5 separate regions of the Mus musculus genome follow, and regions 1, 2, 4 and 5 are each linked to region 3. Evidence: chromatin contacts called from public HiChIP or PLAC-seq and promoter capture Hi-C data. All regions are on one chromosome and are shown on one strand. Each heading gives the region's core, a stretch centred on a gene start, on an enhancer-like site or on the middle of the called end of the contact. The rest is flanking DNA. Distances are from core to core; before and after follow the strand shown. Region 1 holds the start of Ccdc47 (coiled-coil domain containing 47). Region 2 holds the start of Marchf10 (membrane associated ring-CH-type finger 10). Region 3 holds the start of Cyb561 (cytochrome b-561). Region 4 holds the start of Smarcd2 (SWI/SNF related, matrix associated, actin dependent regulator of chromatin, subfamily d, member 2). Region 5 has its middle 14 kb from the start of Gm35828.

Evidence for each region. Promoter capture Hi-C pulls out the DNA fragments that hold promoters and counts their contacts. HiChIP or PLAC-seq counts read pairs in DNA pulled down with a chosen protein or histone mark.
Region 1: an H3K27ac HiChIP or PLAC-seq map of epiblast stem cells shows a contact between it and region 3. The contact joins the promoter of Ccdc47 here to the promoter of Cyb561 in region 3. A contact is called at or near these places in 2 of 39 promoter capture datasets (both in embryonic stem cells), 1 of 15 datasets of contacts at CTCF or cohesin (the NIH/3T3 cell line), 3 of 484 Hi-C or Micro-C datasets (the G1E-ER4 cell line, embryonic stem cells and stem cell-derived neural progenitor cells), 13 of 115 datasets of contacts at active chromatin or transcription factors (T-cell acute lymphoblastic leukemia, embryonic stem cells, epiblast stem cells and 4 more) and 2 of 9 other capture datasets (adipose tissue and pancreatic islet).
Region 2: an H3K27ac HiChIP or PLAC-seq map of embryonic stem cells shows a contact between it and region 3, with 5 read pairs. The contact joins the promoter of Marchf10 here to the promoter of Cyb561 in region 3. A contact is called at or near these places in 5 of 39 promoter capture datasets (the SN4741 cell line, embryonic stem cells, hematopoietic stem and progenitor cells and 2 more), 5 of 115 datasets of contacts at active chromatin or transcription factors (the NIH/3T3 cell line, differentiating embryonic stem cells, embryonic stem cells and 1 more) and 1 of 9 other capture datasets (adipose tissue).
Region 4: a contact with region 3 is called in a promoter capture Hi-C map of embryonic stem cells, with 3 times the contacts expected there. The contact joins the promoter of Smarcd2 here to the promoter of Cyb561 in region 3. A contact is called at or near these places in 7 of 39 promoter capture datasets (the HPC-7 cell line, embryonic stem cells, neural stem cells and 1 more), 4 of 484 Hi-C or Micro-C datasets (the G1E-ER4 cell line, embryonic stem cells and pre-B cells), 11 of 115 datasets of contacts at active chromatin or transcription factors (T-cell acute lymphoblastic leukemia, embryonic stem cells, epiblast stem cells and 3 more) and 3 of 9 other capture datasets (embryonic stem cells, liver and pancreatic islet).
Region 5: a contact with region 3 is called in a promoter capture Hi-C map of hippocampal neurons, with 2.2 times the contacts expected there. The contact joins the enhancer-like site here to the promoter of Cyb561 in region 3. A contact is called at or near these places in 3 of 39 promoter capture datasets (the HPC-7 cell line, frontonasal cranial neural crest and hippocampal neurons) and 1 of 115 datasets of contacts at active chromatin or transcription factors (fetal liver).

Annotation. Positions count from the first base shown.
Region 1 is chr11:106,213,482-106,219,100 of GRCm38.p6, reverse strand. It overlaps Ccdc47 (coiled-coil domain containing 47), which reads left to right and starts at 2,734. Exons shown (of 13, transcript NM_026009.2): 1 at 2,734-2,952. It overlaps Ddx42 (DEAD box helicase 42), which reads right to left and starts at 2,175. Exons shown (of 18, transcript NM_028074.4): 1 at 1,945-2,175.
Region 2 is chr11:105,455,482-105,460,887 of GRCm38.p6, reverse strand. Marchf10 (membrane associated ring-CH-type finger 10) reads left to right here and starts at 4,153. Exons shown (of 12, transcript NM_172568.2): 1 at 4,153-4,414. All of the region lies in intron 1 of Gm39417 (a long non-coding RNA gene), which reads right to left.
Region 3 is chr11:105,941,280-105,946,480 of GRCm38.p6, reverse strand. It overlaps Cyb561 (cytochrome b-561), which reads left to right and starts at 1,994. Exons shown (of 6, transcript NM_007805.5): 1 at 1,994-2,370.
Region 4 is chr11:106,271,482-106,277,149 of GRCm38.p6, reverse strand. Smarcd2 (SWI/SNF related, matrix associated, actin dependent regulator of chromatin, subfamily d, member 2) reads left to right here and starts at 4,178. Exons shown (of 13, transcript NM_001130187.1): 1 at 4,178-4,657. The coding sequence starts at 4,442. It overlaps Tcam1 (testicular cell adhesion molecule 1), which reads right to left and starts at 428. Exons shown (of 8, transcript NM_001379686.1): 1 at 357-428.
Region 5 is chr11:105,492,283-105,497,438 of GRCm38.p6, reverse strand. No RefSeq gene overlaps it. Among named protein-coding and RNA genes, the nearest start is that of Gm35828, 14 kb to the left of the region's middle. Within about 2 kb of position 2,243, at least 36 of the 459 cell types and tissues checked have an H3K27ac peak or open chromatin away from gene starts, as enhancers often do. A contact at or near this core is called in hippocampal neurons, where this site is marked.

The DNA of each region.
Region 1 (5,619 bases), core at 1,485-3,984, 270 kb before region 3:
GGAACTGAATTACAATGTAAGTCAGATTTAGCACTCCTCTGCTCAGACAGCCCCATTTCATGCAGAATGAGGACAAAATCTTCAAAACCGTCTACAAGGCCCTAGTTGCTTTGTTTTCCTTTCTTCCTTTACGGTCTCATCCTTCATCTCATCTTCATCCTCATCTTCTCATTCCTTCATTTGCTAAGTGCTACAAACACACTGCTCCTCTAACAGGCCCAGCTTTGTCCCCTTCAAGGCCTTCATGATTGCTGTCCACCTGCTCAGAACATTCCTTTCTCCAGATACCTCCGTGGTTAGATGCTCTCACCATTTTCTAGCTTGCCTAAATATCTGTTAGATACCAGAAAGGGCTTTCCCTGACTACTCTATTGCAGCTTCTCCCAAGCCTCCTTTGCTGGTACAGACTACTCTTTAACATAAAGCATAACACACATCTCTCCTTCTTCTTTAGAAAGTTTCATAAATGGACTGGTAAAATGGTTCTACAGATTAATCGCCTGACCAGAATTCCATCCTGAGGACCTACATAGTGGAAGGAGAAAACCAACTCCCAGAGGTTGGCCTCTAACCTCTACAGGAGGGCATGATAAACATACATAAAGAAATAACGTGCCGGGCAGTGGTGGCGCATGCCTTTAATCCCAGCACTTGGGAGGCAGAGGCAGGCAGATTTCTGAGTTCCAGGCCAGCCTGGTCTACAGAGTGAGTTCCAGAACAACAAGAGCTATACAGAAAAGCCCTGTCTTGAAAAAACAAAAACAAAGACAAACAAAATAATACGTCCAAAAAATGTATATAAAGAGTCTCATGAGTGCAGTGGTCATAGATTTAACACTTAAGCAATTCAAGAGAGAACAGGCACAGAGGCAAGGCAATAACAATTTTATTTTTAAATGAATCACTGCAATTCTCCTTCTAGGTAAAGTAAAATAACATTTTCGCCCTGGAAGAATAAATTTTTATATCAGACTTACTGTTCACTTCCCACCTGTCAGAACAGGATTGGACTCTACAAAGTTTAAACGAATTAAGACATAACCTACCACCCACGACGGGTGGTGATGCACGCCTTTAATCCCAGCACTTGGGAGGCAGAGGCAGGTGGATCTCTGAGTTCGAGGCCAGCCTGGTCTATAGAGTGAATTCCAGGACAGCCAGGGCTACAGAGAAACCCTGTCTCGAAGGAAGAAAAAAAAGAAAAAGAAAAAGACATAATATCTACTCTACTTAATAATTGTTCAGCTTAATAGCTGTTCAGGTATGTGTAGGAGACAATACAGAAATAACACTTGCAAATAGTAACAACAACAACAACACAGTAGGAAAGCCACAAAACCACAGCCTAAAGGGGTAGGGGTGAAAAGGGAAAAAGCTAAGATGACAGAAAAGTTTATATATGCTTCCAAACTTGACTAGTATAATTTTTTCCTTACGATTCTGATACAGGTTTTCAACCCATATATATTATTCAAATCAGGTAGGCTCAAGTAGGCCGCAAAAAGTTTGTAACTATGGTGATGATGTTAATCATGATCTACTCAAGGTTTCACAAAGATCAATGACTATCACAGCCTTCTAATCTGTCAACCTCCGCTACCGAGACCCTCCCCGCCTCCATTTGTGGGTCCGCAATCCCCAACAGCTACCTACAAGGATCAATACTCCTCCACTGGCTCTCACAGCTTCGGAGCCCAGCACCCTGAAAAATCCCTTCCTGGAGCCCATCAAGCACCGCCTCCGGAAAGCCGCCAAGTGGGCCTCGTTAAGACGTGCAAGGAGCAGAGCCGTGGGAAGGCAACGTAGCTCCAGAGGGCCACCTCGGGGCTCCAGATCGCGTACCCATCCCTGCCCGGACCCCCGCAGCCACCCGGGTCCCCAGGCTCTGCCGATTCTTTGTTAAACGAGGCCGAGGTTCCTCCGCCCTCGCCAGGCCCCAGTTACCTCTCGTGTCCCCCGGGCTAGCGGCACTGCGTCTGGCGAGCCCTTCACCCAAACCCGCTGCCGCGGCTGCAGACGCAGTTGCTACTCCAGTCGGCGCGAAAGAACCCCCGCGGCCCTGCGTACGCGCGGTGCGGGACCGCGTCCAGCCGCGCTCTTCCTCCGCCCCCTTCGCCGCCGCCTCACGGCCCGTTGCTGACTGGGGGTAGGGTGGGGGGAGCGTCTGACATGCGCGCTAAGTAGAGCGCGAGCCGAAGGGTGGGGCTGGGGCTACGGCTGCCGAAAGGCGCCAATTAATGCCGCTCTTCCGATTCCGGAACGCAACATAACTACGTCACACACCCCGGACGGGAATCTGGTCCTGGGTGAGGATTGTGTCTGGGTCGTGTAGTGAGGGAGTCTGCAATGAAGAGAGCCGCGGCGATGGGGAACCGCCCGAAAAACTCAAGGTAATAAGGTGTTGATTGGAAACTTCATTTACATAAGAATGTCCACCTTCCCTTAGCTCTTGTCCCTTGCCAAAAACCAAAGCAACACAAAAAACCCACGACTCGGGCAACATTTCCCTTCATGCCTCTGTCCACATGGCCCCATAGACTATGGCCACCTTTAGCTTCCGGAGCATCCGATCAAAGTGACGTCTACCCGACGGACGGAACCCTACGGGAGAAACGCAGCCTCCGCTAGTTAGAGCACTTGTAGCCCAGGGGACGCTGGGGGTTACGTAATTTTCCCAGCAGCCCTAGCTCGCCTTGCGCGGATGTCCTGAAGGCCGCGCCCCGCCCCCACCCCGCGCGCAGGCGCAAACTAGCTGTACGCATTCTACGTAACGGACGGCTGAAGCTACGTGAAGAGTAGGGTGCCGTGACTGAGCTACCTGTTCTGGGCTGTTCAGTGACATCGCGGCCCGCAGATTATCTTTGCGACCTGAAGACAGAAACCAGACAAAGGCAGGCTGGTTGGAGGTAGTGGCCTCAGGAGCCCCGGGCCCGGTTGCAGCCTCGGGTGCAGGTAGGTAGCGGGGCCATGACATTCCAGTCGGTGTGACCGTGCCAGGCCGAGCGGTGACTAAGTTGCATGGCCGCAGAGCCAGGTACTGTTTCCCTCCTAACCAACCCTTTAAGTCCGGCCGGTGGTGACATGCATCAATACCCTCAACTTATCTTTCCAGAATTAAAAGAAAAAAAAAAAGACTAAACCTCTGTCCATCCTTTTCTGCTCCATTTTATGTTGGGCTTTAGGAAGATTTGGGGGAAGGTTTCGAGTAGATCCCAACCAACAGGACAAAATCTGAGAAAATATCTGGTGTGTAGCCAGAAGAATAAAAGAGCATCGAACTAGGCTTCTCCGTGGTGGACCTAGGACTAGACACTAGAAGTTTCACGGAAGCAACCGCTTCTAGAGTCGACCTTACCCGAAGGTTTCTAACATGCAAGTTATTTGTAACCAACACTTTACTTTGTAAGGTGACAGTAATGTCTACATCATTTCTAGAAATTTCATCATTTTGACTGATGCCACAGAGGCCTGGGAGGACAAGCAATGATTGCTACATATACTCCTTTTTACTGAGAGAGCTTGCGGAAGATAATCAAGATGGGTGTGTTAATGTTGTGCCTGGCTTGGAGTCTAGTGTTTTCTGCTTCAGAAGTCCTAGAGGCTGGATGGCCTGGCAGAGAGCTGTGCATCTGAGAAATGGGTTGACAGGTCCAGCTGAGTCTTATCAGAAAGCCAGTGCACAAATGGCTTGGATAATTTTAACATAAATAACCTTGAGGGAGCCTGTATGAATTCCATTAGAAACACTTCTGTGTTGTGAACACTCCTGGTATAGACTGAAATGGCCAGACTGTCAAATTGACAGGGATATGTAGTTACTTCTGCTTGGACAGGGAGCCACTAAAGCAGACGCTCTTTGTTCTTTGAGGCAGTGCCTCTTACTCTTGCAGGCTGGCCTAATATCACTATGTAGGACAAGGCAGGGCAGGCCACTGGAACTACTATACCTGCCACCACCCCCACCCCCTTAAGTATAGGGTCTCGCTATGTAGTCCTGGCTAGCCTTGAATTTGGACATGTGCCTGCATTTGACTCCTGAGTACTGGGATACCTCACCCACCCTACCGGCCCCTTGGAGCTTTTGAGACAGGGGTCTCCTGAAGCCTGGACTCACTATGTAGAAGAAGATGGCCTTGGACTCTCGGCCTCAGTCTCCCAAGTGCTGGGATTACAGGAGTAAACCGCCACACCCAATCTTATATGGTCCTGCTATCAATTTAGACAGTCTCAACAGCTTGAGTTACATCCCCAGCCTCCCTTTGTAACATTTTAAAAATTACATTAATTTATTTATTTGGGTCAGGCATATATAAAGGGGGAGGTATTATATCGCTGTGCATGGAGAGGTCAGAAGACAACTTCTAGTTTAATCATCAGTCGTAATACACATACCCTATCAGTAATAAAACTCTTACACGCATCTATCCTTTAGGCTGAATTTCAATGCTTAAAAACAGATGTTTATTGTTTTTGTTTTGTTTTTTAGATAATTAAAGATATAGGACTGGTGTTTAGATTAGGGAGCAGAATTGAAAATGTAGCATAAATGCTTTTGTTGGTTGGAAATATTTTTGCATTGTACTCTGTGATTTCATACAAAATCAGTACCTTCAGTCTGAGCCCGTGGAGTAACGTGGTAGTTGGACTGATGCATCTTCTTTCTGTACTTAAGTGTTCACACTTGCGGTGATCTGAGCAAGTGTGTGTTCAGGAGAACGTGTCTGCAGGCCAAACACAGATCTACAGTTGGTCTGTAGGTAAATGGCTGTCTCTTTTAGTACTGATGGTGAAGCCAACCTTATGTATGTCACAAGAATGACAAGAGTTACACTGGCTTCTTTCCAGTCTGCGTGGTTTTTATTTATGGATTATTTTGTAACTATTTACATATCCATAATTGTATCTTATTCTCTATAGTCTTTAGTTCTTTTATAAAGGATTTTTAAGAATAATTTATTTATTTTTATTTTATGCACTTTGGTGTTTTGCCTGTATGCATGACTGTGTGAAGGTGTTGGATTCCCGAGAGCTGGAGTTGCAGACAGTAGTAAGCTGCCATGTTGGTGCTGGGAATTGAACCTGGGTCTTCTGGAAGAGCAACCAGTGCTCTTAACTGTTGACCCATCTCTCCAGACCCTAGAAAGGTTTTAATAGTCTCTCAAAAATACTTTTTTGGTTTTTTGAGACAGGGTTTTTCTGTATAGCCCTGGCTGTACTGGAACTCACTCTGTAGACCAGGCTGACCTCAGACTCAGAAATCCACCTGCCTCTGCCTCCCAAGTGTTGGGATTAAAGGCGTGTGCCGCTATGCCCGGCTTCAAAAATATTTTTGAGGGGGGAAAAAAAACTATGGAATGTATAATATACAGAAAGATTTTAGAGAATTGAACCAAAAGAAATCAATTGTGTATCCTTGTTTTTACTGATAGGATCTGGATAGACCCCATACCTCTTGGCTTCGGCTCATTGTTTCCTTTACGTAGGGCTTTCAGAATCCATGAGTATTGAGGAAGAGAAAAGCAGGAGGCATTTGTGAGATTGTTTTATTTTTCTAAGTAAGGGTCAGCCTGTAGGCAGGCCTTGCCTTGGACTTCTGATCCTCTTTCTACCTCCCAAGTA
Region 2 (5,406 bases), core at 2,904-5,403, 490 kb after region 3:
CTGGTAAGATGGTTTAGTTGGCTAAGCCACCACATCTGATGACCAAAGTTTGATCCCTGGGACCCACAGGATGGAGGACGAGAACCAACTCCTCCAAGTTGTCCTCTAGGCTCCACACATGCACCACGGCACATGCTCTCCATCATACACAAAATAATATCCACACATGCACCACGGCACATGCTCTCCATCATACACAAAATAATATCCACACATGCACCACGGCACATGCTCTCCATCATACACAAAACAATAAAAAGTATTTTAGTTTTTAGAAAATTGATCAGCCGTATTCCCAAGTTATTCTGAAGGCCGACATGCCTTCTCACTTTCCCTCCTCAGGAAAGGGCTCCTTTCCTTGTTTAGTTTTGTAATTGTAATTTAATTTTATTTATCTATTATCTGTGTGTATGCATGTCACACGTTTATGGATGTCCTCATAGGCAGAAGATGGTGTCAGATTCCCGGAGCCAGAGATAGAGGGAGTTGTGAGCTGCCTGACATGAGAAACCAGAACTGAACTGGGGTCTTCTGGAAGAGCAGCAAATGCTCTTGACCACTGAGCCATCTCTCTCGGATCCTTTTGGTTTGTTTTTTTGAGACAGTGCTCATGTAGCCCAGGCTGGCCGTGAGTCTCACAATCTTCCTACTTCCACCTCCGGAGTGCTGGGATTACAAGATGCACCACCACACCCAGGGTGGAATGATTTTAACAAACAACAAGCATGGTTCGTGCCAGGCATGAGTGAAGGCAACACAATGACCTCAGCTGATGAAAACAGGAACTCATTAGTCATGGAAGACTCAAGGCAAAATGACCCTGTCTAAGCATTTCGAGGGAGGCCACTTGGCACAAAGCTCTGTGGCCTGTAGAAGCTCCTGATTGTACGCTTACAAGGACCTTAATTAGTTAGTAGTCTGTCCCCCTCCCTCCCTGCCTTCCTCTCTCCCCCTCCCCTCCCCTGTTTGCCTCTGTCTCTCTCTCTGTCTCTCTCTCTCTCTCTCTCTCTCTCTCTCTCTGTGTGTGTGTGTGTGTGTGTGTGTGTGTGTGTTAGGATTGGCTATTTCAACACCATTGCGTACCTGTGCCAAGTCCCCATGAACATGGCATGGCAGTCTTAGAAGAGCCTCCTGACAGTTTGCTCTGGATTAAATACTTTATTTCGTTGTTGTTTTGAAACCTCCACAGGCTTCACCTGAATCGTTACACTTCCGGTTGCCCTTTACAGAATTCTTAGATTCAAGTAAAGGATTTCTTGTGGCTTATTTGCAAATGCAGGTCACCTCGGTGATTAGAACCCATGACTATTTAAGCCCCTTTCCTCTCCTCATTTACCAGGGGCAAAAAGTAATGGCACTTAGGATGCTTCCTTCCATGGAAACTGTTTCTTCTCTCAGGCTTCCACTTTTCTCTTTGGCCACACTTGCTTTTTAGTACAGGAGCTGACCTGCTTTGTAATTTACATGTCAGGGTTAAGTTTACTCCTGAAAAGCTGACTGTCTGAATTGCTTTGTAGCTTCTTTAGGAGCTGATCTTTGCCACTGCCTCTTTCTCTCAAGGGCATGATGCTTTCTTCCAGGTGTGTTGGCACCTGTAACCTGTAACCCCAGCACTGGGGAGGCGAAGGTAGGAGGACCAAGAATCTGAGGTCAGCCTGGGTAATGCAGTCATGACCCGACCCCCTAGAGACCCCACAAAATAACAACAACAAAAACAAAGCAAAGGGGCTGGAGAGATGGCTCAGCGGGTAAGAGTACTGACTGCTCTTCCGAGTCCGAAGGTCCTGAGTTCAAATCCCACAACCACATGGTGGCTCACAACCATCCGTAATGAGATCTGACGCCCTCTTCTGGAGTGTCTGAAGACAGCTACAGTGTACTTACATATAATAATATAATAAATCTTTTTTTTTTTTAAGTATAGGAATGTTTCATGCTGAGACAGGTAACTTCTCCAAGCTTTGTACTTTGTGTTTTAGCAGTAAAATGTGCCTTGGAAAATGAAACTACCAATTAATGTTTGTCTTCTCTCATTTAAACCTCACAACAGCCTTTTGGGGGTGAAATGTACTTTTTTTTTTCCTCTAGCTCTTAAAACAGAAAATTAAAAATCCATATCTAATATATGCCAGTATGGTAGTGTCTTTTTTCTTACTTAGTGGGCAACATTAATCTGCTGGGAATGGGAGTCTTCTCCCGGGCTCTGGATCCATTCCTTGTCAGGAGTCCTTGGCTGTGTCATCTCTATTCAACTATCTCTCTTAGTCCTCAATGTCCTCCTCTGTTAATCAGTAATAATAATTATCACTAATTACCACTACTACTATCATCTCTGAGTTAGGTCCTTGGTCTCTAAGAAAAAGCTTCCCGCTTCTCATTTTACTGCAATCCCCACAACCCCCCTCCCCCCACACAGAGTCTCTGACAGAGTGAGGAGGTTTCCCTAGAAGGCCCTCACTTCCTCTAAGAACTGGGATTTCAGGCATCTGCCATCACATCCACTCTAAGGATCAAACCCAGAGCTTCATGCCAGACAGGCACTGAGCTACATCCCAGAAAGTGTCTCAAACTTGGGGGTCCTTAATTATAGTCCTTTGAACAGCAAAGACCATGGAAAGAGGTTCCATGGTATGTCTTTACCAGTCAACGATTTAATAGAGAATCTTTGTTAGCCGGCTGAGAACAAGACTAGAACATGGTGTTGCAGGTAAAAAGTACCTGCCACCAAGCCCGACAAGCCGGGTTTGGTCACTGGGAGCCACACGGTAGGAGAGAACAGACTTCAGCAAACTGACCTCCCCTTCCCTGCACTGGGGCATGTTTGCCCTCTCACACATCCAATAAAAATAAGATGTAATAAAAATCTTTAAACATACTAAAAATAGAAAATGGTTTGGAAAGGGAGAGCAATGAAGGTCAGATGAGAAAGAGCCCAAAACAAAGACTTCCCCAAGGCATATTTTGTCTAGACTCTGTGTTGCTCAAGATACGTCTTAGAAGTTGGCGTGAAGGTGAGAAGGAGGGTTTGGCATGTCCTAGAGCCGCAACTGGCAAGAAATGACTCAAGGACAAAACCAAGAAAGCAAGTCCTGGGGAACAAATAGGGACAGTCACAGTCCAGAGTCTGGGGCTCACTTCTTAGGCAGTGCTGGAGTCTGAGAGTGGCTTGTTGGTGATTAAGACATGGGACCTAGGCTGTTTACGTGGCACAGGGAGAGGTGGACCTGGGGTACGACTGACAGGGGCTCAGAGCGTCCTTGCAAGGTTCAAACATCAATCCAGTTTAGAGACCACTGAGTCCTAAATTAGGGGTGGTAGTGATAAGAATAGAAAGGGTGTCATACTGCAAACACAAAGCCACCACCTGAATGTGGGCTTACAGGGGCTGCATAGAAGTCTCCTGGACCCCAGACATGTGGAGACTCTGGGACACTGGTGAAAGTTCCAACAATTTCTATTGTCCATCTTCTTTGCTCTCCGCCCAATCTAAAATGCCCTTAGGTGACATCAGTCAGCAAGGTACTAAGTACCTAAATATGCAAAAGAAATAGAAGACTCAAGGCTGCCTATTAGCCCCTCAGTGAAAAATAAACGCAGCCTAGAAACAGTGATGTAAACCAAGAACCTGGTGGGCACTGGTCTAAACCTCCAAGCTCCTCTCTCCTGGAGAAGCCCGTAATGACTACTGTTAACTAAGAGGCTAGCTTTCGGGCTCCGTTCTGAAGCTGATCGGGTGCCTCCCTTAATTGTTTATTTCTGCTCTGAGGTTGGATCGGAACATTCTGCCTGAGATCCCTGTATAACAACCATTTCAAAGAGTGCAGTATCTTTTCTTCTTTTCATTTATTCCCTTTACTGTTTTATTTAATTTTTTTTCCTCTCCCATTTTCTAATCTTCATCTTATAAGAAACAACACTGAGTCTGGGCGTGAACACAGACAAAATCAGAGTGCCTATTCCTAGAGCATCTCTTCCAAGCCAGCCGCCATCACTGCTTTCCTTTCTCAACTGCATCCCTTCTCGTTCCCACGGCAACCGGCAGAGCCGCCCACGTGTGGACTCAGGACCCCCGGGGCCGTAGCCCTGCCCCACCCCCACGATCCACGTTCCCTCGCGACTAGCGGCACAGGCTCCGCGCGAGGAGGGAGGCACGGTTGCCAAGGAAACGGGAGGACGCCAGGCAGCCGCCCCCACCGTCTCCACCCCAAGAAAGGCCGGAGGCCGCGGCGGACAGCTGCCTCCCGGGAGGAGAAGGAAGAGGGCCCTCTAGAAGGAGGGAAGACAGTGAGGTGTGGGGGAGGAAGAGGAGCCCAGGACCGGCCCCACGCACGATTGATGGGCGGCTCTTCGCCCACCCGCTCCGCCCCGCGGCCCCTTTAGCCCCTTGTGAGGGGTGAAAGTGCTGATCCCCAAGGTAACGGGCGCCTGCCCCAGCCTTCCCAGAACTGAGGATCAACTATACCTTTAAAACTTAAAAGATTCTGAAGGGAAATCAGACCTCTTAGCGCCCCTCTCTTCTTCGGGCTAACAGTAGCTCCAGTTTGTTTCTACCTCAAAGGAACAGATTTAACTGGAGTCTAGTTGGTTTTTGTACACTGGTAGTTCCATCACCCCCAACTGCCGCACAGCTACATTGGTCTACAATCCAGGAAACAGCTTTTGAATGTGGAAACGATGGTATTATTAATGGTAGAACCCAATCGCTTGTCAAACTTGTGATGTTCTTTTCATTTTTCCAATTACACAGTCTCTGCTCTGGGCTTAATAGTCTGTGTGTGTTAGCTAGGTCTCTCATACACCCCTTTTACACAACCATTATTTCCTACGTTAAATTGGAACAGTCACCCTTTCTTGACACCACCCTGCCTCAAGCCCTCAGCCTCTGAAAAGTATAAACCGAGCCTAAGTCACTAAACTTATATTCAGCACAAGTTTAAAAAATGATATTAAAAAAAACTAAGATTTTTTTCCAAACTAAAATTGAAACAAATCCTGTAATCCTTGACATTACAAATGAATTCATTGTGGAAAAGATTAAAGTCTTCTGAAACTCTTCTTCTAAGCAGCCAATCATAGACATGGAGGAATTTATAGACCTGATTGTCAGGTAGTAACACAGCTACTTATATCTTGCCTCAAATGAAGCTTCAGTATAGAGAGGTTAAATTTACATTTTGCTTATTTGCCAAAATCAAGACAGTATAGTTTTAATGATATTTCACAGAGCGAGCATTGCAAGAAAACGGTAAGACAGCTTATTTTAAAAGCACTTCTTTCAGGTCAGGTGTGGTTTTTATCTTTTGTTTTTTGTTTTTTTTTTTTTTTTGACAAATGTAGTCACAGAAAAAGGAGACAGCATGTACACAGGCATGCACATGTGCATGTATGCACACATGTGTGATACTT
Region 3 (5,201 bases), core at 745-3,244:
GTGGCTGGTGTCTTGCCTGGCTGCTGCTCTTGCCCCCATGGTGGGTTGTTCCAGTAGATGCTCTGATCCTTCCTGGGTCTCTGCTGTCTTGGTCACCTTCAGTGACCATGTATCTGGAAGATAAGCTTTTCTTCCATAGTGATTCATGGTTCTATTTTCAACTTGATCACAGTAACCATTATGTATATCCACAACCTGAAGGGACCTGAGGATGCTGCTGCCTCAGTCTCAGGGTGGTGGACACAGGACCTGCTTGCTGCTGCTGGTGGCCGTGGCTGCTGAGCTGAGAGCTCTCCAGGGGATATTGTAGGGCAGGGCCCAGTTTTTGGAACTGATATAAATTTGTTTGGCTCAGGCATGTGGATTCTTGTATCGCTTTTCACATTCCTCTGGACTCTAAGGACTCCAGAAACACTTGGGAGCTACACCTACACTAGGCTTCCCTGGTGAAATGAACAAAAAACTAAAAACTTACCTTCAAAGTAAAACCAGGCTGGGTGGTGGTAGCACACAACTTTAATTCCAGCACCCAGGAGGCAGAGGCAGGCAGGTCTCTGAATTTGAAGACAGCCTGGTCTACAGAGAGTGTGTTCCAGGACAGCCAGGGTTATACAGAGAAAAGTCAATACCTCTCACAGATGCACGTGTGTACACGTGTGCACGTACACACACACAAACACACACACACAAGACCTGGTTACATTTGAGAAACGCTTAGGATCTATTCATGCTAAATTTCTAAGATAGAAATGTAACTAGGAATCCTGGTTTTCCCCTCAGCTTTCTGCACTGGGTAGCCCTGGGGAGAAAGAATGTGCCAGGTGGGAGTGGGTCTGCCTTAGGTCTGGCGTCCTGGTTATGAGGACAAAATTTATTCTGCTCGGTGCCTTTTTTTGCTCCTTAAGGCCTTTCGCTCAGAGACCCCCTCCCTGCATCGTGAGTGTGTGTGAGTGTATGTGTGGTCGTCATAACTCTAGTCTTTCCCATACTGCCACACTGGCGGTCAGGAAATGCACTGTGAAGCAGTCAGCTTGGAGACTTGAAGGAATGAGGTAGGGGATGATCCAACAAAGGACTCTCCCAACAGGAGCCTCCCCGGGTCTTGGAAGGCACTTTAAGACCAACACTTAAACAAGATTCCATCCTGCCAAAATCGGTCCCTCCTTTTCCTCCCAGGAGCCCAAATATACCCAGCAAACAATGAGAAATGGCTCAGCGCCATGTTTAGTTTATAAGCATGTATTTATTGCCTGCACCACCAAGGAAGCTGTTGCTTACCTTAAAAAGCCCATTAGCTTCTGCCAGACGAAAAGTTACCATAAGGTAATTCCGGTTTTTGGTTCTCTCTCAACCGTACACTAGACAGCATACCCACCCTCTAAGAAGGAGCCCCCGCCCCAATTCTGGCTTCTACCAGTGGGCAGCTCCCAGCATGCTGAGGTGTTCCAGGGACTGCCTTCACAGTCATGCTTTGCCTCACAAGGTAAAATACCCCATTTCTCTCCTCCTCTCCGTGAGTCTGGCCAGGCATCCAACAGGAAAGAACCTTTTGTTCCCAGCTTGTAGGAAGTCTGAGCTAGGCTCTTATCTATTCGTAGCATTTCCTGGATAGCGGGCCAGGATCTGCTAAGCTCCCAGCCTTGGTCTTGGCAACAGTCTTAAGTACAGACCTTGGCATACACCAGGTCTAGGACTTAAATGAGAAGTTGGAAGGACACAATTTACCCTTAGATTGGTGTCTCTGTCTCTCTCTCTCTCTCTCTCTCTGTGTGTGTGTGTGTGTGTGTGTGTGTGTGTGTGTGTGTATCCTGGAGTGGAAAAAATGGGAGGCAAACTGTATCAACAACAGTGTCTATGTGGTCAATGTGGCTGGTGTGCAGATGCGGAAGGGCAGGGTTATTCCCAGCCTTCCAGTAAAGTGTAAAGTGCCATCTCCGCCCACGAGGGCTGGAAGAGGTGACCCTGGGTTCCCGGAGCTGAGCTTGGGCCCAGGCCAGGCCTGACACCTAGCGGCCTCCTGGGTTTGGGCGTGGAGAGTAGCGAGCGAGAAGCTAGAGACCGGGAACCCGGGCGCCGAACCCGCGCCGCTAACCTTCCCCGCACGCCGGTCCCGAGCCAGTCCGGAGCCAGTCCCGAAGCTGCTGGAGTTCGGGTCCTGAGTGCGGGTCGGTGTAGCCGAGGTGCCCTACCGAGTGCCGGCGCCTGGCGGGACTTCCGGCGCAGGTGACCGTCGCCTCCTCGCGCGCGCTACCGCTTCCCCGCCGCCGCCCCGTCTCCATGGCGACGCCGTCGCGCCGAGGCTCGTGGAACCTGCCGAGCGTCCGGGGCGCGGCGCGTGGACGCGCGCAGGCCTGGCGGCGGCGGGACAAGGTAGGCGACGGGGAGGTGGGGAGCCGAGTTCCGCGCGGAGGGGCGGAGGGGACTGTGGCCAGGTGAGGCAGGGCTTCGAGCCGCCCTTCCGCGCGCACCTGCCCGCACCGACCCGGCGCTGCCCGGCTTGTCCCCTGACGCGGGTGTTGTGCTGCTGGCACCCGGCAAGGCAGCCGGGGGAGCGCGGGCCGCGTCTGCCCGAGTTAGAATGGGGACTGCTGGTGACTTGAATTCAAGTCCAGGGGCCTGCGGCTGTACTGTAGAACAAAGTGGGTGGGAGTGGACCAATCTGCATTCGCCACGACTGAGCTCCCACTGTCCCCGCGGCCGGTCCCTGCGCTCAGGTGCGGGCCTGGTGGATCCTCTTTCTCTTCTTCCGCATCCCACCGTCCTCGGGCAGGATAACTAGTTCCTATCCTGGCAGAACGCCTGGCTTCGTGCTTTGGCCTTGGAAGTGACTCAGGGGCGGAACTTCTCGGAGAGAGGGATCTGCTGCCGCCTCTGACTCCTGGAGTGGTAGCCAGGCCACCTCCCCCTTTCCGGTCACTTCTCTTCTTACCCTTACCACCTTTCCACAGGCGCTGCAGCACCACAAGTCACAGACACTTTTGGTTGCCCTTCCTTTTTTTGTCTTGGCAATTTTCTTTAAGAAAAGCCCCATCTCCGATACCTGAGTTCTGTCCGCTTCTTAACAAAACAAAAAGCAAAGTGTTCTCACCTCCCTTAGATACCTTGATTGCTCCTCAGCACTTGGATCTGGGAGGAAAATACTGGACTGCTCCAACCCCACCCCTTGTAGGAGGAGCTCCTGGAACCAGAAGTAGAGTTGCACACAGATGCCCTGCCCTGCCATTGTCCCTGGGTAGGCAGAGCCCAGGTTTCTTGAACTTACAGACATCTGAATGCTGGGATTAAAGGCCATGCCAGGCCTTGCGTTCCATTTTCTAATCGCCTCACAATTAATTAGAGTACAAGTGGGAATATGAAATTTCAGACATTAAAATTACCACCTAGGTCACTTGTGGTGACAAGAGGCTGTGTTCCTAGAATGTGGGAGCCTGATGCAGGGAGACTGAACGTTTAAAGCCAGCAGACCTACAGAGGGAGATCTTGGTCTAACGCCCCCTCCCCCGCAACAAGAACTAAAGGCAGACTGTTTGACAGTCTTCCTCGCTCTAGAAGTTTGTACTCTATAGGGGGAATGAATGGGTTGGTGGTGGGGCAGGAGGGATCTGGTCATCTTCATGGGTCCGTTGACGTCACTATGACGTTTAGGAGATGTTATTTTTGTTCAACTGCTGTTTGCTTAGGTCCTAGCTAGGTGGCAGGCACTGTGCTAAGCACTTGTGCATATTTTTTTTTTCCATTTAAGTTGTCCGAAGTCCAATGAGGTAGGTCTTAAGGTCCCCACTCCACCCCGCTCTCCTCCTCCCCGACCCCACAGTTGAGGAGGCCAGCTTGGAGAATGGACAAGGCCTCCCTGATGGCACACAGTAGGAAACAGTGGAACACACAAATGCTCCCATGCCTTAGGTGGTTGGCATTCATGGGAGCCCTTCCTCCATAAAAATAAATAATGATATTTTTCAAATTTCCCTGGTGTAAAGACAACATACAGACTGGATTAAAAACATAAACCATTTCAACCCCTAAAGTTCAGCTCTTCCATTCTGAAATGAAGCAGGCTCTTTTATTTTTAACTCTTGGCAAGTTCTGGTGCAGAGGCACACCTGATGCTGACCCTCCTTCCTTCCTGGCGCATCCTGGGTGCCCCGTGCTACCGCTCAGCTTCTTTTTGCCTTTTGTCTCATCGTGTCTTAGGATCTTACCCATCAAGGAAAGCTCTAGTCCCTTCCCCCACTGCAGTCTTTCCTAACTCAGTTAAAGCCTGCTGCTGATGGGGAGGGCTGTGGCCAAGCCAGGTTTGCTGCTTCCCTGTGCTCTGCTCTGCCTCCTGGGCTGTTCAGCATGTGCATCTGGTACCAGTAATGAGGTTAGGCCTGGTTGCCTTTTAATAAAACACAGTGGGCTTGGAGAAGGAGCGTGGTGCTCTGCACAGGTCGAGCCCCGAGGGTAGCCATGTCCCCGTGTGATTACATTAAGTGGGAGCCAGTCTGCAGGTGGCCTGTGGAGATTGGGGGTGTATCTGTTTGAACTGTCACAGCCCAGAGATCTGTCACCCCACCCTGAACTGAAAGGAAGGAGAGTAGCCATGTAAGGGGCCACACAAGCACCAGTTCCTTGCAAAGCTCTGAACTATAGTGCGATGTGTCAAGAGGCTGAGGCAGGGGGATATCTAGTTAGAAGCCAGCCTGGGTTACACTGTGAGATCATGTTTTGAGAGAAAGGAGAGGGAGGGAAAAGGAGAGAGAACACAGATCTGTGGGGGCAGAGGAAACCCAGGGTCAGGAGTGACCATTTCCAGCCTGAGGGGTGATGAGCTACTGTTGTGCTCTGGAAACACAGAGGCGAGAAGAGCCTACAGAGAGAGCAGAGCCAGGGGCTGCGATGCAAACACATGCTTACACGGGAGCAATCCACAAGTCCTCTAAAGCTCGCGGATACAGGCTTGCTATGGGTTGAGCAGCTCTGTCCAGAGCCTTGGGGGCATCCATGCCCCCCTCCTGCCTCTTACATCACCTTGTAGCCTTACCTTCAAAGGGTGTATTTCCTGAGGCCAGTCTGGCTCACTCTGTCCCCAGGCTGGCGTCCTCGCTTGTCTGGGTGTCCTACCTGAGAGTAGATGGGAAATGAAGATGCTGCCTCTCCCTCCCTCCCCTGGAACCTTTTTCTCCAGAGAGCTGCAGGCAGCCCCTGTGCCTGGCGCTCGG
Region 4 (5,668 bases), core at 2,929-5,428, 330 kb before region 3:
CACTATAAACACCATGAAGGAAGGGTCCCTTGTTTTAGCCACTGATGGGTTCCTACAGACTGGAACGGTTATAGCAATTACCAATGGTGGAACCAAAGGAAATATAAACTAATACTTGTGGGAAGGAACACTTGGATGGGGGATCAAAAGGCCAGCCTTCGCTGGGAAAGTGGCGTGCATACAGTTGAGTCTGAAGGCATTTAACGGCAGTATTTAAAACACTTGGAAATAGATGGGAACCAAATACTTCCAGGCGTGTTGGCTAACTCCCCCACCTGCTAGCTGATCCTCTCCTGGATTTCACAAGTACAAACCGACATAAATCCAAGCAAACCAAATAGGACCCAAATCCTCACTGAGTCAAAGCGGTCGTCTTGCCCCTCTTGCCTCACTGCCGAACCTTCCTCGATGCTTGGGGACCTCAGACTGAACAGCGACATCGCCAACGCGCTCGAAACCACCACGTGCGGCAACCGTTGAGTCCGTGCTCCTGTAAGGGGCGCTGTGCGCCTGTGCTGCGCCGAAGTCCCCTGATCTGCCCAGAAACTCGTGACGCTTACTCTGCCTCTTAACAGGATTGGCTGAGAGGAGAAGCGTGAACAAATAGCTTAAAAAGCTGGGTGCTTCGGAAGAAGAGTAGGGAAGCCATCTCCTGCTTCGAAAGGAGTGCGGATTTGTCTCTAGACAATCGCTACTGAGCGAGGCTTGGTGATGCAGACCCATAACCCTTGCTTATGGGAGCTGGTGGCAAGAGAAATACCAGTGCAAGGTCATGCCTTGATACTTGGGCTGTTGGTAGACAATAAGCTAGGTGGGGACAGACAGTAAAGTCAACCATGCCGCACTAAGCTCTTTAGACAGGCTTTCCCAAAAGTTACCGGCGTTTAGACTATGTAGAGCGGTGGGGTCCTTTACAGGCAATCCTGCGATCGCGTGATACAGCAAAGCAGGGCTGTTCCCAAAGTCGGGATGGAAGGGAAGGTGGAAGCGCCTCTCCTATCTCAGACTCAGCTCAGAGTCCCTGAGAGTTCTGAGAAGCCCAGAGAGCTACATTCTGAAGTCCCCTGATGAAGATAAGTGAGGACACTCGGGTTCGTGGATGGAAGTGTTCTGATTTGCTTTCTCGGGGAAAAGAAATGCCAGAGGATTGGCTAGGGTGGCCCATGCAGGAAGCCAGTTGGATGGGGTGGAAGACATGCTGAGGAGCTAGGAAAGATTTGGGAAAACAGAAGTACGTGATTCAGAATGGGGGTGGGGGTGGAAGATGACGGTGGTGTCGAGAAAGAGAAAGCTCTAAGCTGTTGTCACCACCTTGCCTTTTACCCCTAGCATGGACTCTAACCCTTCGAAACCATAAGGCCAATTAAATGGGTTTTGTTTGTTTGTTTGTTTTTAAAGACGGGGTGTCTTTGTGCAACACGGCTTTGTAGACCAGGCTGGCCTTGAGCTCACAGAGATCCACTTGCCTCTGTCTCTTGAGTGCTGGGACCAAAAGTCTGCACCCCCCACATGCAGTTTAAGTGTTTCCTTTTCTAAATTGCTTTGGTCATCACATTTTGTCACAGCAATAGAAAAATAGCCAATATCACCGGAAAACAGCTTTAATGTATGAGCTATGTCTCCATCCCTGCAGCATCCTTTTTACTGACCATGTAACACTGTTTCATGTGCATTATCTGATTCTCTGTTGTCAGACACTGATGCTGTTACATGATATAAAGAAAACACTAGGACCATAACAGCAAGCCTTGGCTCTACAGAGCAGCAAGTCAAACTTGGCTGACCCCACAGAAGATTCACAGGCCAGTTCATGCAGGCTTAGCTTTCCTGCTCTTTGAACAAAGGAGCCCCTCCCCCACCTTCTGGAGACAGGATCTTATTATGTACACTGTAGCCAATAATGAAACTGACCTTCCACTTCTCTGGCCTTCACCTCCCAAGTGCTGAGATTACAGGCATGCATGACCACACCCAGCTTTATGTGGTGCTAGGGATGGGAGGCAGGGCTCCACGCATGCTAGGCGAGCACACTGCCAACGCCGTTATATTCCCCAGTCCAGAGCAAAGAAGCCGATATGACACGCTAGCTTAGGAGTAGAAGAAAACATCTGGCAAACACTGATGGCAGAACCCAAGCAAAGCTGTAAACGTTACAAGTCATTTTTTCCTTCCAAAAGAGCCTTTCCAGACTTCATAAGCTCCTCTTTGCCAAGCCTTTGTCACTGCAGCCCCAGAAGCCAATTAAATGAAGTTTCTTGGGATGTTCCAGGATGGGAAGCTGAGCTCCTAGGACCTAATTCCATGTTCTTTTACATCAGCTCTGGTCCCTCCACTGTCTGCAGATTCTATACTTTAGATTGCCTGTTAGATTATGTATGTAAAGACTGTGATCACAGAAGAGTTGTGTGTGTGTGTGTGTGTGTGTGTGTGTGTGTTTGTGCACTTTCAGGGCTTTAATTTTCAAATGGCTTCCACTAAACAGGTGCTCTGAACCAAAGTCACTTGAAGGTGCCTTTCTGGAGACAGACCCCCCTCCCCCATTCTCTCTGCCCAGGAGGTCTAGTTCTTAGGTAACTGAGCCTTCACTCTGCCCAGACAGTCTTAGGTAACTGATCCAGACCTTACTTTTCATATAAGTAATTCATGCTGGCTTTGGTCTCGAGACCCTGCTTCCCTGACATTTTTGGGACCTGCTACCATCTCTGAAAGCTCAAAAGCTTTGTGGCACACAAGTGAGATCAACCCACCTACAGGACAACTCTTTATTGGACAAGTTAACAAAAGCAGTTTAGTCAAAAGACCAAAGCCTATGTCATCTTTGGCCAGCCTGGTCTACAGACCTAGTTCCAGGACATCCAGGGCTGCACAAAGAAATCCTATCTTGAAAAACCAAAAAAGAAATACAGAATCTTGTACCCTGCCCCCATTTCATTGAACCATAAACCACATTTTAACAAAAAGCTCGGCTTTCTTCTGATATAGGGTCTCCTGTAGAATCAACTGGTGATGCAGCTGAGAACCATCCTGAACTTCTGGCCCACCTGCCTCCTCCTGTGTGCTGGGATTTTGAGGATGCACCACCATGTAGTTGATGCAGTCTGGGGTTCAAGCCCAGGGCTTTGTGCACGCTATAACCTGAGTTACACCCCCAACCTGATTCTGAGGATTTTCAGTGCCTAGTTAAGTAGCACTATTCTATACCGTGGGTAGGAGATACCACATTGACAGAGGGTAGGTCTATAACATAGCCGAAGCCAGTGGTTTCTGAAAAGGTTCTCAACTTTTCTTTTCTTTTTTGGTTTTTCGAGACGGGGTTTCTCTGTGTAGTCCTGACTGTCCTAAAACTCACTTTGTAGACCAGGCTGGCCTTGAACTCAGAAATCCACCTGCCTCCGCCTCCCAAGTGCTGGGATTAAAGGCGTTTGCCACCACGCCCGGCTGATTCTCAACTTTTCAAAACTAAGTCCTATACAAACTGGATAAAACTTATTTCAGTACCTGGAGTTCTCTCAGCATGCAAAATCCCTTCACCTAAAAACATTTTCTGCGAATTACCAGGCTTCCTTAAAGAAAGGCACGGGCAAGTTAGTGCAGTTAAGTACTCGGAGTTGGGCCAAGCCAAGCTTTCACTCAGCTGGGTCACGTCTGGGGCCGCCCATGTCCTTGGAAGCGCGGAGCAACCAATACAGGCTTCTGGGGGTAGATGGGTGGGTGGGTGTGGGGTGCCTTATGCCACCGGCCCCGAGATGGGCTCTTAAAAAGTGGTTGGCGGCTTTCCCGCCGCGGATCGCTTATTTTTAAGGCTTGAAGACGCAGAATTGACGGAACTGTTTTGGATGGGCCATATCGGGGATCTCGCCGAGGCAGCAGCACTACGGAGCAAACAGCAAACACCTAACAGTTCGGACGGCCCTACGCGACCTTCGAACTCTGACCCCACGCCTTTCTCCTCCGCGCTTCCGCGTGCAGCTTCCGCTCCCGCTCCTCCGGGAAAAGGCCGCCTCCCCCAAGGGCGGGGCTCTAAGGCCGTCAGTTATGGGAGGTGCTGGTTTGAGGCGGGTCTCGCGAGGGCGGGATTTAAAGAGGCATTCTCGATTGGGTTGCCGGGCAGGGGCGGGGCCTGCAGGGTCTAGGTTGGGCGGGGCTGGGAGTTCGTAACCGCCTCTGGGTAACTGGACTCCGGCGATCAAACCTCCGGAGGCCGGGAGAGGCCTGCGGGCTCGCGGCACATCCCGGATCTGGAGTATCCCTGGCAGGAGCGGAGTCAGAGGGGCCGCGGGATCCTAAAGCCGGGCTGCAAAGAACTTGCGAACTTGGAGTAGAAGATCCCGGAACCCGGTAGTAAAATCGGGAAGTCCCGGATCGCGGAACGTAGCTCGCGGAGCGGACTCAACACGGAGACCGGAGGCCGGATCGCTGCACCGCGGGACGGGACAGAGTGATGTCCGGCCGTGGCGCGGGCGGGTTCCCGCTGCCTCCGCTGAGCCCCGGCGGCGGCGCCGTTGCCGCGGCCCTTGGTGCGCCGCCTCCGCCTGCGGGACCCGGAATGCTGCCCAGCCCGGCGCTCAGGGGCCCGGGGCCTTCTGGAGGCATGGGGGTACCGGGGGCCGCCGCCTTCCGCCCCATGGGCCCCGCTGGCCCCGCGGCGCAGTACCAGGTGAGGAGGGCAGGCGAGCGGCGCCGCGAGGGCGCTGTGTCGGTCTCCCTGGGGCCTCAGGTGAGGACAGGCGGCCCAGGGGACACTGCAGGAGGAACTGTCGAGGGCTGGTGGCGGGCAGGCCAGAGTCCCTTGGTTAGTGGCTCGGGGTTGGAGGCAGTGTTGGGGAAAGGGTGAAAGCCCTCTGCGGTGGAGGGCTTGAGCAGTTAGAGGAGTCCCGGGGCTTCTTGGCTCCGAGTAACTTAGAGATGGAGGCTTCGTGAGATCTAGAGAATTGTGGGCAATCAGGTTGAAAGTGTAAGACAGGTCCCGGAGTGGAGGTGAGGGAGTGACCCGGGATGTGGTGAGGAAAATTTGGAAGAGGGTCGTTAGTGAGAAAACAGGGTTACTCTTTCTTTGGCCTCGGTCCCACTGCATCTCTGCCTTGGCTTTCTTTCTTTCTTTTTTTTTTTTTTTTTCTTCCTAGTTGGGAACTGGCAGAGCGTTAGTATGTCTGAGATGGCTCCCAGCTGCTCAAGTTGAGGAGGAAGGAAGCCAGGCTTCCTACGAAATGGGAGACTAAAGAGATTGGGCCCAGATAACTCCAGGATAGATTAGAAATAGCTGTGTCCAGGTCTGAAGAAGGCCCGATCCCATTAACAGACCATTCAAGATATCCTCTGTACGGGGCTTTCCTTCTTGATGCCAGTGTCCAGTAAAGTTTGGAGGAGCAGGGAGGCTTTGTGGAGTCCTGCTGGTCTTGGGCTGCACAGGGTACTGCCCTGACCCTTCTGTCTTGGCAGAGAGCTGTCTCAGGTTGCAGCATCAAAGGCCATTGACAAGCAGAGACAGGACCCGTGGTCAGTGCATTGGGAACTCAGCCTGATTCTGCATGTGGCGCTCCTCATTCCCCAGAGCTCTGGTTCAAGTGGCTCCAGAATGTTTGGGAATTTTGTTTTGCTTTTGCATTTTGGTGCTGAGCATGGAATCCAGGCAGGGCTTTGCACGTGGCAGACGATTGCTGTATCAGGG
Region 5 (5,156 bases), core at 994-3,493, 450 kb after region 3:
TATTCCACCCGTGATACATATCTGATAAATTTCTAGAGTTGAGAAATGAAGCTTGCAAATACCAAGAGTCGAATATGACTCTTTTAAAAAAAAGAAACAAAACAAAACAAAAACAACAACTTTGTTTCATTTATGCCAAAATGGAGCAGAAGAGACATCTATAAAAATAGTTCACAAAATGAAAATGGCTCAACAGGTCCCATCTCAGGTTGATACTGTGGAGGTCTTTATAAGTTGCATCTGCTTGGTGACTCAAGGAACCCTGTGTTAGTGAACCTGAGACTCCTCTGTGGGGCTGGAGAGCAGGTATTAGCACATTTGTTAAAAGCATGGCGCCATCAGAGGTTCAGTTCAGAGGGAAAGCACTTGCTTAACATGTACAGGACCCTGGCTACTAAAGATCTGTAGTCTCTAGCTCGACCAGCGCTGCTCAGTCCACCACTGGGCTGCAGCCATGAAGTTCTCTAAGAGGGGAGAAAAGTGAGGAGACAAGAAGCCGAGCACAGGCTGTACTGCAGCTGGAGAACCTGTGACATTTGAGGGACAGCTCTGGCTGCGTAGTACTTGGAACAGGAAATCATCTCCCTCACCCAGGAGAAGGCAGGGAGGCTGTGTTATAAAAAGGGGAAGAACACAGGATGAGTAAAAGGTTTCTCTTTACAGAGATGGACAGATGCCACAAGGCAAGAAAGGTCAGAGTCCTGTCCCCAAAGATAAAAAAGCGTCCCGATCACCAAGGACCCTGATGAGTGTGGAATTCGGATGGGTTGCTCTGTGCTGCCTCATTGCAATCAGCTGCTTTCAAAGCCGGCTCCTATTTACTTCAGTTCATGTCAGTGCCTTAGATAGAGAAGCAGCCTGCTGATTTTGCTTTGGTCAAATTTAATTCCAATTTCTGCCTCTAAATGTGTTCAAACTGCCTTAAAAAGTTCTCGGAGCCAGGCGCTTTAACCCTCCTCTCTTTTCCCTTCATCTCATTTTTCTTTTAAAACTCCTTTTTCATTTCTCTTATTTCTTTCAAAACCCCAAGCAGTAGTGAGATCAGAGGATACAATCAATCCCTGTGAGTAGAAAGAATCTAGTCCAGAAGAAGTCAGATACAAATCTCCGAATTCATGTTCTGTGGCTCCGGAATAATTGCTGAGAATCGTTCAGTGGGGGTCATGTTAGGGCTGAGCTCAGGGCTTCATGTAATTGTGAAGTTCAGTGAGATGCTCTAAAGGACTTAATGAGTAACAGGGGGAGGGCAGCACACATGTAGTTTTCAGTCTATAAAGTTATCACTGTATTTCTCTACCTCTGACACACATACGCTGACACACTCACAAGTGCATGTGCGTGCAACATGATCGCCTTTATTTTTTTTTTCCGATTAAATGGCAGTGAGCCATGAAAAACTACAGCGGATTATAAGCAAAGTCTGTGTTTAAAAAAAGAAAAAGGTTTCTCTCCCCAAGTGACAGAAAGTTGGATAAATGCTATTTTTAGATGAAATATATCTAATGTCCAGATGTGATTCCCCCACATGAAGAGAAAAACAAACCTAGCCGAAGCCCTACACTTGGAGACATTGTGTAAAAGCTTTGGGTGATAATGGTTTGTCGTGAAAAGAGCGAGACACGTGATGCCGGCCGTCAGTCTGGGCCCTGGTTCCCTTGGGAACGGCATCGGCACACGTGGCTCCAACATGGAGATGATCTTGAGGTTTACACTCCGGGGTAATTGCTGCTAACTCTCTAGGCTTGTAGCTTTTTTTGGCACCACATTTCCGCGGGCGAAAAGAAAGAACAAGATGTCAGGATGTCTGCACTAAGTCAATCAGCTTTCTAGTGGGTGTCATCCTGAGAGGCCACCTGCTCAGCCAGGTAACCCTGCTCCTGCTCCTGCTCCGACATCGGCGAAGTCCCCCTACTTGTTCACTCAACCAATGGGCACATCTGATTCTCCTGCTCTCCTGCAGCTTGAGCATCCAGTGATGAGCAGAGCAGATGAAGTCCACTGGAATTGCAAGTCCAGTTTATAAATTACAGGAGAAAATCAATCTTCTTACTTAAGTGGCACAAATAATGGTGTCGTGTTTGATCACAGCCTTCGTCACTGTCCCCCGCCCTGACTGATGTCTAGTCATCAGGAAAGAGTCAATCCCTGAAATGCAGTTACAGAAGATAATCAAAGTAATGTAATACAGGCTTCAAGAGAGGAGGCACAAGCCAAATGACTGAGCAGTGACATCATTGCTGAAATAAAGGCATGGCCTCTTCAAGTGACTGCAGTGTGTGCTTCTAGGAGGACATCACTCCCAGCAATAGCAGCCAGGAGGCATGGAGGAAGCACAGGAGAGAGGGAGTGTCAGGAAACTAGATGGGGCAAGTCTAACCAAAGTCCAGGCAGGTGCTAAAAGCCTGGGTTGAGGAGGGAGTGGCGCTTTCAGGGAAGAGACACATCGGGACAGAAGCTTTTCAAGAGGAGCCCAGATGGCTGGAGAATCTTGGCCAAGCTGCATAGGCGAATACATCCAAGAGCTACATCAGGAAGAGTAGAAACTTGTCATGTAACACCCAACCCCAGGGAAATAGAGATGATGTACAGGTTATGTGGAAGAGCCTAGCTGCTAGCTGCTGGACAAGTGGTTTGTGTCTCTTAAGAGTTAGGAAAAGAGAGAGCTGAATGGCCTGTTCTCATGGTACCAGGGCAGTAACTAGCCTTTCATCATCTAGTAGAAGTGGTCACAGCTGCTCTGAAACTTCCCAAATATAGCTGACATGTTACAGATCTGGCTCTTCCTTGGTCCCAAGAAGGCAAAGAAACTCAAGAATAACCATGAAAAGAATAACCATTGCTATCCATTTCTAAGGAGTGAGATGGAATGGGATCCAGGACTTCACTTTGCACTATTTTAGACTTTATTTAGTTTTCTTTTATGTTTATTAGCATTTGCCTGAACATATGTCTGTGCACCACATGTGTGCAGTGTCTGTAGAGGTCGGAAGAGGGCATTCCCAGTCAGTCAAGAGCCACCATAAGGATGCTGGGAATCTAACCCAGTGACCCCAGAAAACAGCCAGTGCTCCTCACCCCTGAACCATCTCCCCATCCCTACTTGGCATTATTTCATGGTCATTTCTCAAATATCCAGGAACCAGTTAGGGAAGAGCCCTCCTCCCTCACACTGCTGCAGTTGTGGAGTCCCCGTTGAGTGTTACACATGGATTTGCATGGAGTCCAACAAACTGTCCCCCTTCTAACTCCTTCATAGACACCCAGGCTGGGGCGATGCTTAGCTGCAGTCCAACTCTGCCTCATGGGCTGGGTATAAGGCTCATGGGACTGATGTAAAATAAACACTGTTTGCTTGGGTTCATCCACACTAGTCTATACAATTGAACAAGCCAGGAAGCCAATCTTCCCTCCCTTTCCCTCTCTAACAGTCCCCAAGAAGACACTCTTTACGTGTAGTTGATGGAACACATGTTCACCAGACTTCTCCACCTGAATGCCAACATACCGCGTCCATTTGGGGGCAGGGAGGATTGTTTGTTTGTTTTTAATTAATTTCTTTTGGTGGGAGTGGAGGGGTATCTAGACAGCGTTTCTCTGTGCAGCTCTGGCTGTCCTAGAACTCGCTATCTCACTCCGTAGACCAGGCTGGTCTCAACTCACAGAAATCCCCCTGCTTCTGCCTCTTGAGTGCTGGGATTAAAGGTGTGCCCCACCACACCCAGCTGATATTTTTGTTTCTAACTTTCAAATTCTTATTTTATTTTGAGACAAGCTCTCACTAAATAATCCAGGTTTGACTCAGCCTCATTATATTGTCCAGGCTGACCTTTGGGCATGTGGCCTCTTTATTTTTTAACCTGTTTCCATGTAAAACTTAATCAAAGTAAAGGGCTAGGCCAAGAAAAGTTTTGCTCCTGTCTGTCTGTCTGTCTGTCTGTCTATCTATCTAGAATTTGCTGTTCCAGACCAACAGCTGCAGTCATTTTACCCATATGTGACTTCAACAGGACCAGGCACTGAGGTAAGGAGAAACCTTGCATGCCGGTTCAGCAAGAGGCACAGAAAGAAAATTGGAAAATAGAGAAAATACTGAAGAAGGGTGAGAAATCAAAGAAAGAAGATCAGCGGGGACTGTGTGATTTGGGAGTCTTTTGTCCCAGAGCCTGTGTTCCTACACGGTCACCTTGTACTTTCTAATAGATCTTACGGAGTCTGTGGACAGAAAGTCTCAGGTGCAAATCTCCGTAGTAAAACACCACCCATCGGTTCACAGCTGCTACCTCAGCATAACTTGTTAGTGCTATAGGATATGTCGTGAAGGCAAACATTTAGGTTCTTAAAATGTCTTTCAGAGCTTCTCTGGTCTTTTGCCTCTTCCTTCTTGTAAGAATGCTGCTGTGAGCTATAATAACCACATCTGGAGTTGCTTTTCTTTTCTTCCCCCCCCCCCCCAATATAATATGTTGATTGATTATTTGGGAATTTCACACAATGCACCCTGATCACACTCCCTAGTTGTCCCAGGTTCCCCCACCCTTGTGACTCCCAAGAAAGAGAGGGAGAGGGAGAGGGAGAGGGAGAGGGAGAGGGAGGGGGAGGGGGAGGGGAGAGGGGGAGGGGGAGAAAGAGAGAGAGAGAGAGAGAGAGAGAGAACGAGAAAGAGAAAGAGAAAGAGAAAGAGAAAGAGAAAGAGAAAGAGAAAGAGAAAGAGAAAGAGAAAGAGAAAGAGAAAGAGAAAGAGTTCATTATGTGTTGCCCATAGTCTCACTGGAGCATGGTCAAACTCCCAGTGGCCAGCCCTTTAAAGCCCTTCCCCACCCACCCCTACCGGGAACCATCAGTGTGGAGAGCTACACTTCAGCAGCCTTATCACAAAGTTAAGAGTTCTCTTCAATGGCTTGCTGACTAGGCTGTTACTTTCGTTTAGGGAGGAGGCAAAGGTTGTTTCTGGCCATGTAGCTCGCACTAGCTTTGAACTTGAGATTCTCTTGGCTCTACCTCTAGCATGCAGGAGCTTCAGACATCTGCCACCACATTTAGCTCACATCCAAAGTTCTGAACATGAGCTTTCAAATATTTTCACTCCAAGCAAATGATCTCCTTAACGTGATTAATCGCTTCCATTGGCTAATCTCCAGTCCATATCCTCAGCTCTA